Linked DNA regions of Sus scrofa: all the other regions are linked to region 1. Evidence: chromatin contacts called from public Hi-C and HiChIP or PLAC-seq data. All regions are on one chromosome and are shown on one strand. The core of a region is the stretch at or near the end of the contact, and the rest is flanking DNA. Distances in the headings are between cores, read along the strand shown.

The links. A called contact is a pair of places that touch in the nucleus more often than the background predicts. HiChIP or PLAC-seq counts read pairs in DNA pulled down with a chosen protein or histone mark.
Region 2: a Hi-C map of liver shows a contact between it and region 1, with 4 times the contacts expected there. The contact joins two enhancer-like sites. A contact is called at or near these places in 2 of 47 Hi-C or Micro-C datasets (embryonic fibroblasts and liver) and 1 of 2 datasets of contacts at active chromatin or transcription factors (skeletal muscle).
Region 3: a contact with region 1 is called in an H3K27ac HiChIP or PLAC-seq map of alveolar macrophages. The contact joins two enhancer-like sites. A contact is called at or near these places in 2 of 47 Hi-C or Micro-C datasets (both in embryonic fibroblasts) and 1 of 2 datasets of contacts at active chromatin or transcription factors (alveolar macrophages).
Region 4: a Hi-C map of embryonic fibroblasts shows a contact between it and region 1, with 2.5 times the contacts expected there. The contact joins two enhancer-like sites. A contact is called at or near these places in 2 of 47 Hi-C or Micro-C datasets (embryonic fibroblasts and fibroblasts) and 1 of 2 datasets of contacts at active chromatin or transcription factors (alveolar macrophages).
Region 5: a contact with region 1 is called in a Hi-C map of embryonic fibroblasts, with 2.5 times the contacts expected there. The contact joins two enhancer-like sites. A contact is called at or near these places in 2 of 47 Hi-C or Micro-C datasets (embryonic fibroblasts and fibroblasts).
Region 6: a contact with region 1 is called in an H3K27ac HiChIP or PLAC-seq map of skeletal muscle. The contact joins two enhancer-like sites. A contact is called at or near these places in 2 of 47 Hi-C or Micro-C datasets (embryonic fibroblasts and fibroblasts) and 1 of 2 datasets of contacts at active chromatin or transcription factors (skeletal muscle).

What each region holds. Positions count from the first base shown.
Region 1 is chr1:24,812,358-24,815,040 of Sscrofa11.1, reverse strand. The region is part of intron 2 of LOC110259987 (a long non-coding RNA gene); the gene reads left to right. Among named protein-coding and RNA genes, the nearest start is that of CITED2, 340 kb to the left of the region's middle. Within about 2 kb of position 1,345, at least 16 of the 83 cell types and tissues checked have an H3K27ac peak or open chromatin away from gene starts, as enhancers often do. A contact at or near this core is called in alveolar macrophages, embryonic fibroblasts, liver and 1 more, where this site is marked.
Region 2 is chr1:24,593,900-24,596,582 of Sscrofa11.1, reverse strand. No RefSeq gene overlaps it. Among named protein-coding and RNA genes, the nearest start is that of CITED2, 560 kb to the left of the region's middle. Within about 2 kb of position 1,327, at least 8 of the 83 cell types and tissues checked have an H3K27ac peak or open chromatin away from gene starts, as enhancers often do. A contact at or near this core is called in liver, where this site is marked.
Region 3 is chr1:24,618,765-24,621,447 of Sscrofa11.1, reverse strand. No RefSeq gene overlaps it. Among named protein-coding and RNA genes, the nearest start is that of CITED2, 540 kb to the left of the region's middle. Within about 2 kb of position 1,362, at least 4 of the 83 cell types and tissues checked have an H3K27ac peak or open chromatin away from gene starts, as enhancers often do. A contact at or near this core is called in alveolar macrophages, where this site is marked.
Region 4 is chr1:24,978,349-24,981,031 of Sscrofa11.1, reverse strand. No RefSeq gene overlaps it. Among named protein-coding and RNA genes, the nearest start is that of CITED2, 180 kb to the left of the region's middle. Within about 2 kb of position 1,386, at least 11 of the 83 cell types and tissues checked have an H3K27ac peak or open chromatin away from gene starts, as enhancers often do. A contact at or near this core is called in embryonic fibroblasts, where this site is marked.
Region 5 is chr1:24,659,224-24,661,906 of Sscrofa11.1, reverse strand. The region is part of intron 3 of LOC110259987 (a long non-coding RNA gene); the gene reads left to right. Among named protein-coding and RNA genes, the nearest start is that of CITED2, 500 kb to the left of the region's middle. Within about 2 kb of position 1,301, at least 10 of the 83 cell types and tissues checked have an H3K27ac peak or open chromatin away from gene starts, as enhancers often do. A contact at or near this core is called in embryonic fibroblasts, where this site is marked.
Region 6 is chr1:24,949,250-24,951,932 of Sscrofa11.1, reverse strand. No RefSeq gene overlaps it. Among named protein-coding and RNA genes, the nearest start is that of CITED2, 210 kb to the left of the region's middle. Within about 2 kb of position 1,337, at least 3 of the 83 cell types and tissues checked have an H3K27ac peak or open chromatin away from gene starts, as enhancers often do. A contact at or near this core is called in skeletal muscle, where this site is marked.

The sequences.
Region 1 (2,683 bases), core at 96-2,595:
TATTTTTTATTTTTAGTTAATTTTATTGGAGTATAGTTGATTTACAATGTTGTATTATTTTCAGGTATACAGCAAAGTGAATTCATTTTATATATATAAGCTTTATGTAACTTATTTTTTCCCATATAGGTTATTACAAGCTATTGAGTAGATTTCCCTGCACTATACAGTAGGTTCTTGTTAATTATCTGTTTCATACAGTACTGTGTATATGCTAAGCTTTTTAATACTGATGTCTGCCATGACCCCGCCACTCTGCTCTCTGAACACCTTCACCTCCCATATTCTGATTCAGCTGAGAGTGGTGGACAAACAAAATGCCATATTTGGGCAAGATTGAAAGAACAGATTTTCTGTTTGCAAACTCTGGTCTGGTGACTTCTGCTGAAGATTCCTTAGAAACAGTGATGAGGGGAAAAAACACGGAGAAAGTTGTAACATAGAAGGGAATGAGGTAAGAAAGAGAATGAATTGACAGAAACAGTGGGAAAAGAGGCATGCCATTCATGGACAAATATGTCCAAGGAATTTAATTGAGATGAGTAGAAGGTAAGTGAATACTCCCAAGAGACATATTCTTTTCTAAGTATGGATATAAAGTAAATAGTTGGTATTTCTAGGTTAATCTCCCCAAAGCCAGCTTTTTCACACTAAATTTCCAGCAACTGTTAACAACTTCCACTAGCCTTCAGCCAGAAGCTCTGAAATTGGTACCAGACAAAGAAAGCCCTCAGGCATTCTCAGCAGGCCACAAGATTCTGGATCAATTAAGTAAGAAAGGAACAAAAGGGCTAAATTGGAAAACCAGTGGTAAGACTGAGAATATCTATGAGGTTTCTGCCCTGAAACAAAATAGTTCAAGAGTTATGCAATTTGTGTGAGGTTTCTGAGGAATCTTTATTTTGCAAGATTTGTAACACTCTGTTATTTTGGCTGAGGCTACCACAAAAACAGTCATTTCAAACAACACAATGAAAATCTTTGCACTTTCTCTGTGTTCCAAGCACAGGGACTACCAATCATTTTACAAATGTATCAGACCAGACTACCTTTGCTCTTGTTGTTTGTCTTCTTGGAATGTCTTTGCCCCTTCAATACCATCTACAGAAGGCATATTTTCTGTAAAATTTCCTACAGTTGACAAAAACAGTACCCAGGTATGCTGTTATCCAGAATGCATGTATCTTTAGTAGCACTTTCGTGTTGTTCTGTTTACTTAAATGTCTCTCCTTCTGGATAGACTGAGAATAATTCAAAGAGAATTTATGGCTAGTGCCTTGCAGAGTGTCTGTTTTTAATTCCATTAGATAGCTAACCCTTCTGTTGGGTAACTAGAACTCCTAATGGTAGCTCGACAAATGCTTGTTGCATTAGTTGACACCCTTCACCTACTTGGAAGGTTTCCCTCTGGCCAGTCCCACTGAAGCAACTTTAGTTATGTCACTCGAGCCTATTCTATGGTGTGTTTTTGTGTGAGTGTATTTGTCAGCCCCATGGGGTGTATGAATCAACTAAAAATACATGAGAAATTTGCTGATTTACACAGCATGTATTTGAAGGGAGGACGAAGAGGGTCTGTAACTTTTATTAGATTCACAAAGTGATCTAAGGCCCCAAACAGATAATAGTACACTATCATAAACTGAAAAAACCAAAGGCTTACTCATTGAATTCTGAACCGAGAAAAGGATGTTCATTATCATTTCTACATACAGATTAGAAAAGAATGGCAAAATGTATTACCTGTAACATTATGACAGCCTAAGAACAAAACCAAAAGCAAACCTGAAACCAATGAAAAATTTACTAGAACTAATTTAGGAAAATGGCTAGAAGTAATATACAAACTCAAATATCAATAGGCTTTATTTATATTAGTAAAATCACTTGAAAATATAATGAAAAACTCAGATCATCAGCAATTGTAACATAGAGTGCATAAAAATTTAATAAGAAATTTGCAAGATATGTATCAGGAAAACAATGTGACTTTACTGAAAGACATAAAGAACACTTGCTAATGCAAAGCTATGCCGTATTCATTGGTGAGATGGGTCAATATTGTAAAGACTCCAAGTAAATCTGAGTAAAAAACCTTAGTGTAGCTAAAATATAAACAACAGTGATATTTATCTTTTAGTTTAACAAAGCTTAAAATACATGGCACAGCATATATTTTCTCATACATTGTTGATAGGAATGTATATTACTACAAGATTTTTGGAAGTAACTTGGAAACATGGAGCAAAAATTTTAACCTCGAACTTAGTTCTGTTTTTAGAAAGCTATCCTCCAGAATACCCAAGTGATTGTAATATTGATAGATCAGAAACATTGTAAATGTTTAGCAATGTTTACAATGCAAAACTGGTTAAAAAATATTTTTCATTCATTCAGTGAAACTGGACAGACATTAAAAGAACATGGCAGTTTTGTACATCAACTGATAATATTTTCCTTGATGTATTCAGGTATACAAAAGCAAGCTAAAACAGTTTGGCATGCCCTAGTTTTATTTTTAGAAAAGTGTGTGTGAATGTGTGTGTGTGTGTATGTGTGTGTATGTATGTGTGAAAGTGCATGTAAAATAGTCTGGTAGAGAAACAGACCATACAGTGGCCATCTCTGGGAGTAGAATTTCAGCAGTTTTTCTTCCTTTTTCTTTTTTTCTTTTTTTTTTTTT
Region 2 (2,683 bases), core at 78-2,577, 220 kb after region 1:
TTTATATAATTGACTCAGGTACGATACAGGCAGAGTGAAGCCATGGAGACAGACACCTTGCAGGCAGGCAGTGAAGTTTCAAGTTCTAGTTTTGCCACTACATGATGTGACCTAGAGTATGTCAACTTTTAACTTTAGGCAATAAGGCCTAAAGTGAGGGTTGCTGTGAGGGTTAAAAGTGAGAGCATGTGGAAACACTCCATCTGGTACCCAGTGACTATTGGTTATAACTGTGTGTTGGAATAGAGTTGGTCCCCTGCTTCTGCCCATGCTTTCCATCCTCACAACATCTGTGTAGAGTAACAGGAAGAATGATTAGTGTCATTTTGTAAGTATGAAAACTGAGTGTCAAAGATGTTAACTTATTTACAATCATTAAAGCTAATAAGCAGTGGACTTGGATCATCTGAATTTTCACTCAGTGGCAATGACTTTCTGTGATGTCTAAAACTTTATATATACACAAAGGGAATTGTGATGTGGGGTTTTTTTCAGTTGAGATCAGTTGTTTGATCCTCAGGAGGCTTCATTATATGCTGTTTCATTTGTTGGATTCACCACAATCCAGTCTGTTCTTTGGTTTTGTAGGTTCATAAACATGATTTTCTGAGCACATAGAAGGAGTATATTAGCCTTTCAGGAACAAACTCACATTAATTAATTTCTCATGGGAAATTCCTTGAGACAAAAATTCTTCCTTAAGTATTTTTGCGAACTTAGTGCCTACCACAGGGTCTGGAACAAACCAGAACATCAATACATTTCATTTGGTCATAAGGCCAGAATGCTGATTTTTTAATTTATGACAAAATTATAAATGTCAAAGGTTTTATATACTTACACTCTTTGAAGAAAGAAAAAAAAAAGTATGAAAGGGCAAGTTCTGAGCACATTGTTCAGAGCGAGGGACATTGAGTCAGTCAAACACTGACTGACTGCCAACCTGATGCATTCATCCCCAGGAGAGGTGCCTGGAGTTTCTCTCCAAGCATGGCCCCCACATCTTATTCTTAAGAGTGCCTTTACCTGTCTCTGATCACATCTGTCATGAATCGATTTTCTAATTTAACTTTCAAGTGGCACCTTGCTTTCAATATCTACGAGGTATTTTGCTGTCTGCCCTGGCCTGATGAAGTGGTTTCAATCTCTTTACCTCTGAAAACAAACAGTGGGTGACATTCGCTCACTGGCATCCTGGTTAGAAAGCCTCCCCTACTCTCCTCAGAGAAAGATATCAGAATGCAGCTGAGTGAGAGTGACATTTCAGGATAACCTTGACTTCCCTCTAACTTACAAACAAAAGTAAATCATTTGCAAACTTTGAACTATTAATAGTAACAAATTACTTGCAACAGAGCTCACAACAGATTGTGACACACCATTGGATCTTGACCTCTGTGTCTAGTGGCGAAAATAAATGGTTGTTTTGATTGCTTGAATTTTTTCTAGTCGAGCAGGCAGTAACACATATAGCAGAAGCACAATTTTTAATTTGACTGACACTAAATGGACAGCAAATTTTGTGTTGTAAAGGAAGACTTAAAACTCTTAAAGAGAAGAATTGCATCAAGTCTTTACCAGTGGGACATTTTTTTTTTCTATGTCTAGAAAAGGATGAGGAGAGACATATATATTATTATTATTTTAAAAGATCATGAGTCTAAGCTGTCATTTTAAAAAAAAGAAAGGAAAGGTAGTGAGAACAAGAAGAAAAAATAATAAACTCTGTATTTTTACTCTTTAGGATTTAAGAAGTCTAAATATAAACTCACAACTTTCCTTTTTTCCATTAAGTAGAGAACTTCTAATTCTAGCAGAAGTTTGAGCTATGATAGTTTAACTTTGTGTTTTCTCATCCTCTCCTTGTATTTGTGGGTCAGAAGAGGAGTCATCGGGGACTTGTATTTCCTGTCTCCTCTTTTCCTTCCTCCTTTCTTAAAACTTTGTGGGAAATAAACTTTATAAAACACTGAAGAAATCCATGTTCACTAACTTCTGAAAAGTCCTCCATAATTCTTACTTATCTATTTCCAAGTAGACTTTTCTCCCAGAGTTCAGACAAGAATGAATCTTAGTATAAAAGAGTAATATATCACTTGATGCAATGTTTTTATAGTCTTTCTCTTAATTGAATAAGAGTTACTATGGTTTTAATTTTCTTATCTATTTATAACCATTTCTTTGGATATTGCCGGTTCTCTCTTCATTTTACTCCACTGATAATTTCTGGGAAAAGAAATTTAAGTAAACTTATTTACCAAACCTCATCAGTTTTGGTATCTGAATCAACACCCTCCACAGTTTTATGTTTATCTTTGAAATGTAAAATATTTCATTTTGAATAAAGAATCATCTTCAGCCAAGAAGGCAGACATTAAAATGTCTTTTCATCTCAAGCATCTAGGGTAAGGCTTTTACCTATTAGGTACTTCAGAGTCTTGGCTTTTTCTTTCTGGTCAAGGTTGGTTCCTCTGTTGTACTGCCTGGGTTGTTATGCCTGATAGGTAGCATTCCCCCATGGCTATTCCTAATAGCTAATGGAATAAAAATGTGACTTTATAGGATTTTCTGGGACAAACACTAAAGGATAGGAGTGAATATTCCATTATGTGAGACCTAGGAAAGATTTAGCTCTGTTAATAGTGAAAAATGTAATAATAGGTATTAAAAAGGGTAGATATTG
Region 3 (2,683 bases), core at 113-2,612, 190 kb after region 1:
GATATTTGTTAAAATCATTTTCATAAAATTAACTTTTCAGTAAGGAAGTTGAACTTTGGGAACAAACACTATGTCATTTGAAAATTCTTTTCTCCTCTACATCACTGCAGTTTTCTAAACAATGTAGGTATTTCACTATTGACTAAGCTTTTTAAAAATTTTGTTTCTTTCCTGTTTTTAGAAGTGACACAGGTCATCAAAACAGAAAATATGAAGAAAATAAAAACCTTCCCCAAATAACCATGGGTTAACCAAGGCAATAAACTGAAAAGTCAGTATATACAAACTTGTGAAATACTTCAAAATTGGGAAGCTAGCCAAAGCATCAATGAGGCAATCTGATGGCTGTGATGCAAATGAAAAACTCAAATGACTCCTCACATTCATCTTTACCAAGAAAACCATTAGGAACTCTTTCACTTCCCGTTTTACTTATGAGGCTTATCCTTAAGAGTGATACAGGCAGAGACTTTAAAAACATATATTGCTATGAAGTAGACAATGCTTCTATGAAATCACCCACAGCTGCCCAGCTAGTTATAGAAAGAAATGTGCTCAGGGTGGAAGGGAGGAATGTGTGGCCAGAGACTTTATTTGATATGATTGAAAAGTAACCCAGCTGAGTAATGAGATGTATAGACTGTAGCCAGGTAGCAATTTTGACACTCTTCAGTTGTGTCATTCAGATGACGTAGTCTTTCTTTGCTACAGTCTCCTCATCATCAAAAAGGGAAAAATGGTATTACTATCTTTCTGATAAGGTCTCATAAGGTCTCATAAGTTCTCATATCGCTCATGAGGATTACATAAATTAATTTTAGTAAAACACATAAAGTATTTTGATTAGAGTCTGGTGTTTATTTCTGTGCAGATTTTTTTTTTTTTGTAGACTTAATTTTTTTTTTTTTTTTTTTTTGTTTAGAGCAGTTTAAGTTCACAAGAAAATTGAATGGGAACTACAGAGAGTTCCCATAGCCCACTGCATACACGGTGTCACCTCAGCCTCCCAGAGCGTCCTCCACCAGAGTGGTACCATTTGTTACAACTGATGAACCTACATTGACAGGTCATTTTCACCCAAAGCCTTAGGTTGCATTAGGGTTCACTCTTGCTGTTGGACCTCCTGTGGGTTTTGGCATATGTATATTGGCATGTATTTTAATAATAAAAAGTAGTTTGGGTGTTAGGGACTAGATTGTTACATTTTTGTTACAAATAGAAGGAAAGTTGCGGGATTGTTAGTGAAATTTCTTTCTGTAAGGAAACTGGTATTTTTCCCTTTCGTCCCTTCTCCACCCACTGGAAGTTGTGATGAGGCAGTTGTTTAGTGGTTAACATGCATGACCTAATGGGGAAAAAAATGTGGTTTCTGTAGGAGGAAATCATGACAGATGAACCATCATGGTTCTTTGTAAGGTCATGCCAAAGGGGAAAGAAGTAGATAAAATTTAAATTTTAGAAAAAGTCAAAGTCTTTATGTTAGTGAAGATAACATTTTAGTCTTATGGTATTTTGTAGAAGGCTAATGATGTTCTGCTGAATTGCTTGTGGTGAATTCTAACACAAATGAAATTTATTATTTAGGAGAAAAAGGAATGATGGCATGGAACTCATTGCCCAGAAGGCTGAAAACATAAATTAGTGTAAGGTCAATTTAAGTAAATTCATAAATTATTGATTGATATTAATATATAGAAGAGGGAGATTTGCTCACTTCCACCCTAGTGTAGATACCTGTATAAATATAACCAATATCTATGTCTTTCACAGAGATACTGCTCAACAGTCTATAGGGTTAACCTACAGAATGTGCCATCTTTCAGTTGGCTGGAGCAAGACCATACAGAAATAGGCCTGATTAAGATAGTGCTCTAAAAAGGAATCTGCTATCAAAAGGGGTTTGGGTTCTTCTGAATATCAAAGTCTTGACTCTATTGGATAAGAGAAAGTGATTATATATTCATAAAACCAAAACCTAAGGAAATCTTTAATAAATGAATACAGAAAACCAGAAAAGGATTAAACGTAAATCACTGACTCCATAATATGGAATAACCCCATCTATTGGGCTAAGCTCACCTATGTGGCTGCCCGAGGCATGGGAAGTTCCTGTGCCAGGGATCAAACCTGTGCCACAATAGTGACCAGAGTGATGACAGCAGGATCCTTAACCTGCTAGGCCGCCAGGGAACTCCATAAGTTCCCCTACTCTTGACCTTATAGTACTCCATGATCTCACTCTCTTGTCCATTAACATACTCTCTTGTAACTGTTTATCTAAAATGGAAGTCTTCTTTAGACCTGGAAAAGTTCATAAATTCATTCAGAAAATATTTGTTGAGCATCTACTTGCCAAGTCTAAAAGTGAGCAATAAAGACAAAGCCCATGCCCTCCTCTAGCTAAAAGAGAGTAAATCCTGGTTGAAAGAATGAAAGAGAATTATGTGCATGTTATAAACTTGACAAGCATAAATATAACAGATACAAGATGTTCTGTGATGAAGTTCTGAGATGCCTCATCTATCTCTCTCAACCGAGCTTGCAGGGAAGACCCTTACCCCGTCTGTGTTCTGTTACAGTCCGTTTCTTTTCCTGCCTTGTCCAGTAGGCACACACCTGTGGTGCAGGAGGAGAGCACGTGTATGCGCTTTTGTGTACTTCTCTATTTCATTGTACGTGAATG
Region 4 (2,683 bases), core at 137-2,636, 170 kb before region 1:
TTGCTATGGCTGTGGTGTAGGCTGGTAGCTGCAGCTCTGATTTGACCTCTAGCCTGGGAACTTCTATATGCCATTGGTGTGGCCCTAAAAAAAAGAGGAGGGGCAACGCCTGCCCCCATCAAACTTGGAATCCAATGAAGCAGGCTGATTGCATGTTTACACAGAAATATGCCACAAAGCAAACAGACATGGAGAAGTGTGTCAGGCAGTGGTAACAATACATACAGGTGGAGTGTTGGAGGAATCTAGAGGAGGAGGTCAGGCTTGGATCACTAAGAGAAACAGGTGTAAGGGGCACATAACAAGGGGCTGCAGAAGAGGTGACATGGGTGGGACTAAAATCCTTTCCAGAGGTCAGCTCCAGAGGAGAGATGCCAGAATTAAACCAGATCCATCTGTCTCCAAAGTCAGCCTGTGCCCATCGTTGCAGCAGTTGAGTTCTAACTATGATGTCTCTTGGCAGTACTTTGTAATATCCTATCCTGATCTTCTCCATGCCTATGGGAAGTACACTTTCCTAAAGTGCCCAAAACAGAGTTTCGTGGACAATCTATGATGAATGACCAAGTTTGTTTGTTTGTTTGTTTTCTTTTTTTTTGGCCACATCGGCAGCATTTGGAAGTTCCTGGGCCAGGGTCAAATTGGAGTTGCAGCTGTGGCCTGTGCCACAGCCATGGCAGCACTGGATCTGAGCCACATCTGTGCCTTACACTGCAGCTTGCAGCAACGCCAGATCCTTAACCCACTGAGCAGGGTCAGAGATCAAATCTGCATCCTCACAGAGACAACGTTGGGAAGGTCCAAGTTTTAAAATATTTAATTTGTCGCACTGTGCTCTGATACTTTTTCTTATTTTCTGTTGCAGGATCAGTATGTCACCCCTTCCATGAAGGCTTGACCCCCAAGCTTGTCCCCATGTCTGGAGGGGCTCTAAGTTGCAACACAGAGAATCTTGGATGATTATAGGTTCACGTCTAGAAATTTCCCACCTCACCCTAAATATCGAGGGATTATGGATCTGGACTGGTGCCTTAATTTGGTGAAAAAAAAAATAAAATCTATTTCTAAAAAGGTACCTAAAAGTGCTTTAAGCTCTCACTGTTGCCCCCACATCTGCAAAGCCCTGCCGCAAACAATTGGGCTTTATTTATTTAAAAAATTTTCTTCTTTTTTTTGGTTGCCCATGTCATATGGAGTTCCCAGGTCAGGTATCAGATCTGAGCCACAGTTGGGACCTGCCAGATCCTTAACCCAGTGTGCCAGGCCAGGAATTGAATCTGTGTCCCAGCACTCTAGAGAGGTCACCAATCCTATTACACCACAGTGAGAACTCCGTTGGCTTTTATTTCTTCTTTCCAGAGCTACAGCTTGCTGACACATGTGATTCTCAGGCTTGAGGCTGAAGTCCTGCTTAGTGACAGGGATAGGTATCCAGGTCATGTATGACTTGCAGTCTGTCCTCCAGCTGATGTACTTGGTGTGTTACCACCAATGAGTATGTCACACATGGCAAACAGAAACATAGTGCTAATTTCAAGATCTGTTAGAAACACAAGGCAGTGGAAATAATGGCTGATAGACAGAAATGGTTGGAATTGGCAGAATGGTTGATAGAATGGTTGGAATAAGAAATTCCCTTCTAAAAGCTTCTAGGGGATGCTGACAAACATTGGGAAATAAATAAATACACTTTATGATAATGAAAATGTACTTGACAGTGGGCTTTTGAATGAGCATGGTGAGAGACTAAATTGGACAAAATGTGGCCATGATGTTTGCCTACCACCATCCAGAGCTACTAGTCAGGTCAGGCTGAGAGCAAGCATCTGAGCATGAATGTAAAGGCTATTGGAATGCAATGTTCCCAACTACTGCATTAATAACTTTCAACAACCTTCACTCCTGGACATGATGTAATTAAGTTTTGGGTTGGGGAAGTAAGATGGCCTGTGGTCTGATATTTTCATTTGAAAGCAAGTGGGAAGACAAAAGCAAACAAGCTTTTTGGCTATGAGAGAATGAATGACCTTCCAAGTAAGGAATTTAAACCAGAGCTTTTGACTTCAGAGGGGAATGAGGCTGCAGAACCTTTTTGTAGCAGAGATTTAAGGTGGAGAAATGGTTGCGGATTATAATGCCCCCCGACCCCCATCAAAGCCCCCGAGCACGTACATCCTTCTCATTAAACATACCACTCTTGAGGGTTCTGATCGCCCAGAACCCCCTTTGAGCAGAAAAACATTATTATTAACATTTTTTTGCCTTTTTTTTTTTTTTTAAACACAGGGCTGGCATGCCAGCACATGCTTGAAAACTCTCACAGTTACATATAAACTTAAAAAGAGGCCCCTTTCCCCCTCGCCTGACTCATACTCCATGCATCACATAACCAGTGTTTAGAAAGGCTATGAAGAATGCTTGGGGCAGTTGGACGTATTTTGTCTGATTATGGGAGTGACAAACACAGATGACCTAGAAGGGGTTAGGAGTGTAAATTTGAGGGGTGTGTGTAGGGTAGGGAGGGGTCACAAAAGGTGGAAGGAAAATTTGCTTCTTTTGACTATTCTTTAGGACATTTTAGATAACAGAACTATTGTGTTTTAAATATGGAAGAGACCTTAGAAATCTGAAATGTGGATTCAGAGGTTATTCACTGCCAGTGCAAAATCCTACAGCTAGGGAG
Region 5 (2,683 bases), core at 52-2,551, 150 kb after region 1:
GTGTTGTTTGCTGGGTTTCAGTGGGGAATAGTTGTTCCATTAGACTAAATGTATTTCTTTCTGCATTTTTTTTTCTTAAGAGAAAGACACACCAATAGTTAGATTTCTTTGGCCCTTTCTGACACACATACACACACACACAGATAAACACACACAATTTTAAAAGCTTTCTTCCAACTTTATTTTCTCAGAATTTATGGAAAAGTGGAATCCTCTGATGCAGATGCCTGGGGTTGCCCTCCTGTTTGGGGATGTGTGTAACTCCACCAATGTTAGGGGGCACTGCACGTGTTCTTGAGTCAGGGGAGGGGAGGGGATACCGAATTAAATTACTTGGTCTGAGGACTCTACTTCTCGTATTACTTGTAAGCACTGAAACATTTATGGAGCACACAGTACACAGGCAAGATGGAATAAGATGATGAGACACATAAAAAGACTAGAAGAACAGTCAGTGATTAGAGAAAAAGGCCAGGGTAAAATAAGCAAGCAGATGGGTGATGGGACAGAGGTGGGGATGGAGAGAATGGTGGGCCACAGGTGGAAAGATAAGTGTTTGCAGAGGCAAGCATAGCCTTTCATGAGTAAGGTACTTGCCTGGGTTCTCTGATTTTTCTCTCATGGAGCTCAGTGAAGGCTTGGCACAAAGGGGTCCCTGTACTGTTCATAGGCTTATGTAACTTTTAACTTTTGCCCTGGCATTTGCCATCTTCCCTGTGAAAGTTGTTAGCTCAGGTAATTCCTACTGAATATCATAATTACTGCTATTTTTTTCCCCTATGGCTTGGCTCATTTTGAGTCTGTGAAAAGGAATAATACGGAAACTAGGAAAGATTATTTTCAACACATTAGCAGTAGCCTCCTGCCTATGTGTAAGTCACCCAAGCAGTGCTGGACTCTGTTAGATGTTCTAAGTTGCTGTTTTTTGGTTTTTTTTTTTTTTTTTTATTTCAGCTTCAAGTTCTCTACTTCCTATAGCCCTACTGCCTTTGTAATTTTCTTCATATTTATAGTCTCTCCAATATCGTTTCTGCCAAATCCCATGTATGTATAAAGCAGTCTTTTAAGTGACATTTACTATAATTCAGCAATTAACTGAATATCCTCCTTTTCTGTGAAATGAAGGTGAACAGAAGGAGAAAGAAAATTTAAATTTTGTTTCATTTTCCCAGACAAACTTGCAGCAGACTGAGTGTTGAGTTTTTTGAAAAAAGGATTTTCCCCTTCCCCCCAAGCAACTCATGTTTTCCCAGCAGTGAAGAAAATGAGTTATGCACACAACTGTTCAAAGTTACCTCATCACATCAGAATCAGATGGGGGTAGGGAAAGGAATCATTTTGCTATGAATAACCAGGAAGTGAGTTTTTACAGGCAATAGTTCAGAAAGAAAACTGTAACTGCAAATTAGTTGGTTTTAGAAAAAAATAGAAAAAGAAAATGTTGAGTTACTGTGACGATAAGGTTGCAGCTATGCAGGTCACTTTAAAACAAGTTGAATATATTACTTCTTCTTAAATGTTGTTTCCCCCCAGATTATATCCATAAATTATTTCTTGAATCAAGTACATAGAAAACAACTGACCACTGATTTCTGTGAAGACTAGCAATTAAAATCTTTAGTTACTTTGTCTGTTTCCTCCTGCTGATTTCTGAACAAAAAGAACATTTATTTGGTCTTTTAAATTCACTTCGAGTTTAACTGCTTGCTTCATGATGCCCTAACAGACTTGAAAAGTGTGACTGTTGACTCAGCTTCACCTGAACTGAACATCCAACTATAGATCTAATTTAAAAGGTTGAATGGCATCAAGTCAAATTGGGAAAAATTACTCATTTTATGGCAGAGAGAAGTAAAAGTCCTCTTAGGAAAGCAGGTAAACTTCAAAACCAGTCTCTTAGACTTCAATTCAGAGAAGGGTATTTTTCAAACCTTTTAATTTAACTCGAATGCCTTGTATGTCAATGAAATGTGATATTCTCTTTAAGAGCATTAGGTTGAATATAAAGAAACTTTTAAAGTCTTCAGGGAGACCTTTCATTAGTGGTTCTTTTTACAACATCTGGCTAGTGACTTTTAACAGGCTGAAATTAGTGTCTTTTCCTTTTCAATTTTCTATGCTAAAACTATTAGGAAGATTACCTGTGGTCTAGAAAACTAAACAAAACTCATACTACACGTCTTTCTTAATATGTCCTTTGTAGTACATGTGGAATATAAAAGCAGTTTTTATGGTCTGAAAAAATTTGAACTTGAATTCAAATTATAAGTAACACTCTCTGGTTGGCCAGAATAGTGGGGTATGAACTAGCCTGACAGCTCTGCCCAACTGGAACACTCTCCACTGTGTGGTAATTATGTAAAACAATAAAAATCCACTTTCTTAGAGAGTTTTCATATAAGGAGAGGTACTGCAGTAAGATTGACATTGGTCTATATATAGAGAAGCCAGGAAACAGAGATCATGGAGCCATAGACACCAGGAATATTTAGCAGCCATTGCAGGGAGAGGACTTGGTCAGCGGTGGCAGAATAGTGAAAACAGAAGAGGGAGGAAAAGAGAGAAGAGATCCCTTGTCATAATAGTGGATCCCTGGACTTAAGAGCAGTGTTTGCCAGCTGGAAAGTACTGCCAAATAAATGCTTATTTTATCTCCCAGGTGTCTTTACAATTAAGTATGGCC
Region 6 (2,683 bases), core at 88-2,587, 140 kb before region 1:
GATATTAGAGGATCCAGGTGTGAATTTCTGATAATGGTGGACTGAAATGCTGGTGAAGATGAAGAGAAGTGAAAGGATCAAGAAACATTTAGAAGGTAAAAAAATGAGTTGTCAGATCAATAGAATTTGGCAGTTGAAGGTGAGGGGATATAGACTCCTAGATTTCTGGTGTGCATAGACAGTTGCAGTGACATAGAGAATGAAAAGACAATACCAGTTTTGGTCTGTCAGATGTAGTGGGGTTGATCATGAATTTTATTAAAACATATTATGTTCACAAGAACTAAGATGAGAGTTTTGAGCTAGAGATAATAAAGAGATGAATTATCTGTATATAGATAAGAAGGAAATCTCTGGGTTTGGTGAGCTCTCTTAGAGAAAGAAAGAATGGTATGAAAAGAGACAGGAAGGTTGGGTTTTTGTCCAAGAAGTATTCAATCTCTCCTCTCTCTTCTTTCTTCCCCCAGCCTCTCTCTCTCTTCCCTCCTTTTCTTTTTTTGGTCTTTTCTAGGGCTGCACCCACAGCATTTGGAGGTTCCCAGGCTATGGGTCTAATCAGAGCTGTAGCTGCCGCGACCTATACCACAGCTCACTGCAATGTCGGATCCTTAACTCACCGAGCAAGGCCAGGGATTGAACCTGCAACCTCGTGGTTCCTAATCAGATTCGTTAACTACTGAGCAACAGTGGGAACTCCGTTTCTTCTTTTCTTTTCTTTTTTCTTTCTTTCTTCTTTTCTTTTTCTTTCCTCTTTTTTCTTCTCTTTTTTCTGTGGAAGGAGTGTACTTCTCTGTTCTATCTGCTGGGCTAGGCCGTGTGATTTGCATTGGTTGATGAGGTGTCAGCAGGTGGGCCAGTGGTAGGTGCTTGAAATGTGTGCTGTAGCTTTTTTTGTGCACTTTGACTTTAAAAAGAACATGCTTTAGTTAGCAACTGGTTCATGGAAGGATTGGCAGATGTGCACCTAACCGCCAGTTTGAGGCTAAGTCCAGTTGATCCTGGCCTACCTCAGCTGAGTCCAATTTATGGATACATGAACAAGAAAAAAAACGCTTATTTTTGTAAGGCACTAAAATGTCAAGATTTCTAGTTGTTGTGACACAGCATTGTTTCGGTATTAGCTGACTGATAAAAGGGCTTAGGATCTAGAAGCAAGGGACATTATTCTCTAAAGTCCTTATTGGACTATATGCCTTTTAAGAGCAGTATTTATGTCTATACATGATTATTTTAGTAAAACCTAGCATAAAGTCTTGGTTAAATATCTGGTGGCTGCATGCATGGATCACAATCTAATTTAAGCATGGCTGTTTATCTATCTCAAATGTCTATGTCACGCACATATAATCTTATAATAGCTCTTCTAAGCAGTGTTTGCTGAAATAACAAGAGGGTTCACCAGTCCTAGATACAACAGTCCCATGAAGATCAACAAATGCCTCCCTTCCCTTTCCCTGAGTACATTTTTATTGCACATTGTAAAAAAAAAGCTTAAGAAAATGGACTCTATGTACATACTAATTAATATTTTAGACTACATGTTGTTTTAAAAGAGATTTCAAGAGAACAAATTTTAAAAGAAAAAAAAGTTATTAGTGGCCATGAACAGGCCTGTAAATAGTGTGCCAATGCAGTGACAGCAATCAAAATGGCTCTTTGGCTACTACCATTTTCATTTAAACTTTGATTAGTTATGAGGTAATTGAGAGAGGAGGAGTTAAACTCAAAGAAAGAAAAACAGTTCCTCCAGTTTAACAGCTGTGGAATCTTTTGGTAACTGCTGGAATATTCCTTTTCAGTAAACTTAAAGCTTGCTCTTTTATGTCAATATAGAATGCTTGCTCTAAAACACATAGTTTTAACTTTATCTTATTTAAAACTTTCTTCTTCAGTGTAACTCTAAATTATAGTTGAGAAAAACAGCACTTGGATTTATGTTACTTCTGTTAAAAAGGTAGGAATACTCTAAAGCCAAAAAGAGCCTGCGTTTAAAGTATTCGGCGGTCACAGTTTTGGTTATTAAAATGTGATTCCTCTCCACCCACAGGTACCCATCTTAAATGTCCATAAAAATCGTGTGCATACAGGACAAGTGTAGTTGTCCAGTGTTTACAGGGACATGTAAAATTATACCTTGCCTAGTTTGACCACAGTGTGAAATTTTAAAGTATAAACATGATCAAAAAGAAGAGTGGCTTCAAAAACAGAGTAACAACAACATTCCATTCTCCCAGAACCTTTTCACTCTCTCTGTCAGACAGCTACCCCCGACTTGTTTCTCCCAGCAGTCACTAGAAACAACATCCCATTCCCCACACCATCCCCCGCCTGAAAGTAAAGGGCACCATCAATTCTGAGAAAGAAATTGCCACAATAACAAAACTTATTGGAGTGAATAATTTCTCACAGAAACTGCCAATCAGCTACAGACACAAATCTGTCTTCCTTATCCCTCACCCCACCCCTCAGCTAGGGAAAACAACCTAAACCCTCAGGAAAAACTTTTCAGCCAAAACTTTCAGCCAAAGGATAAAAGTAATGACACTGCCATCTTGGAATATTTTGCTTGTACTGCTCTTCTGCCCTCTCTATTACAGCTGTGTGTGTACGTGTTGTCGTTTTGCCTTTTCATTTTGTTCAGGGTTCAAAAAGGTTGTTATTTTAACTGAAAATATACCACGAA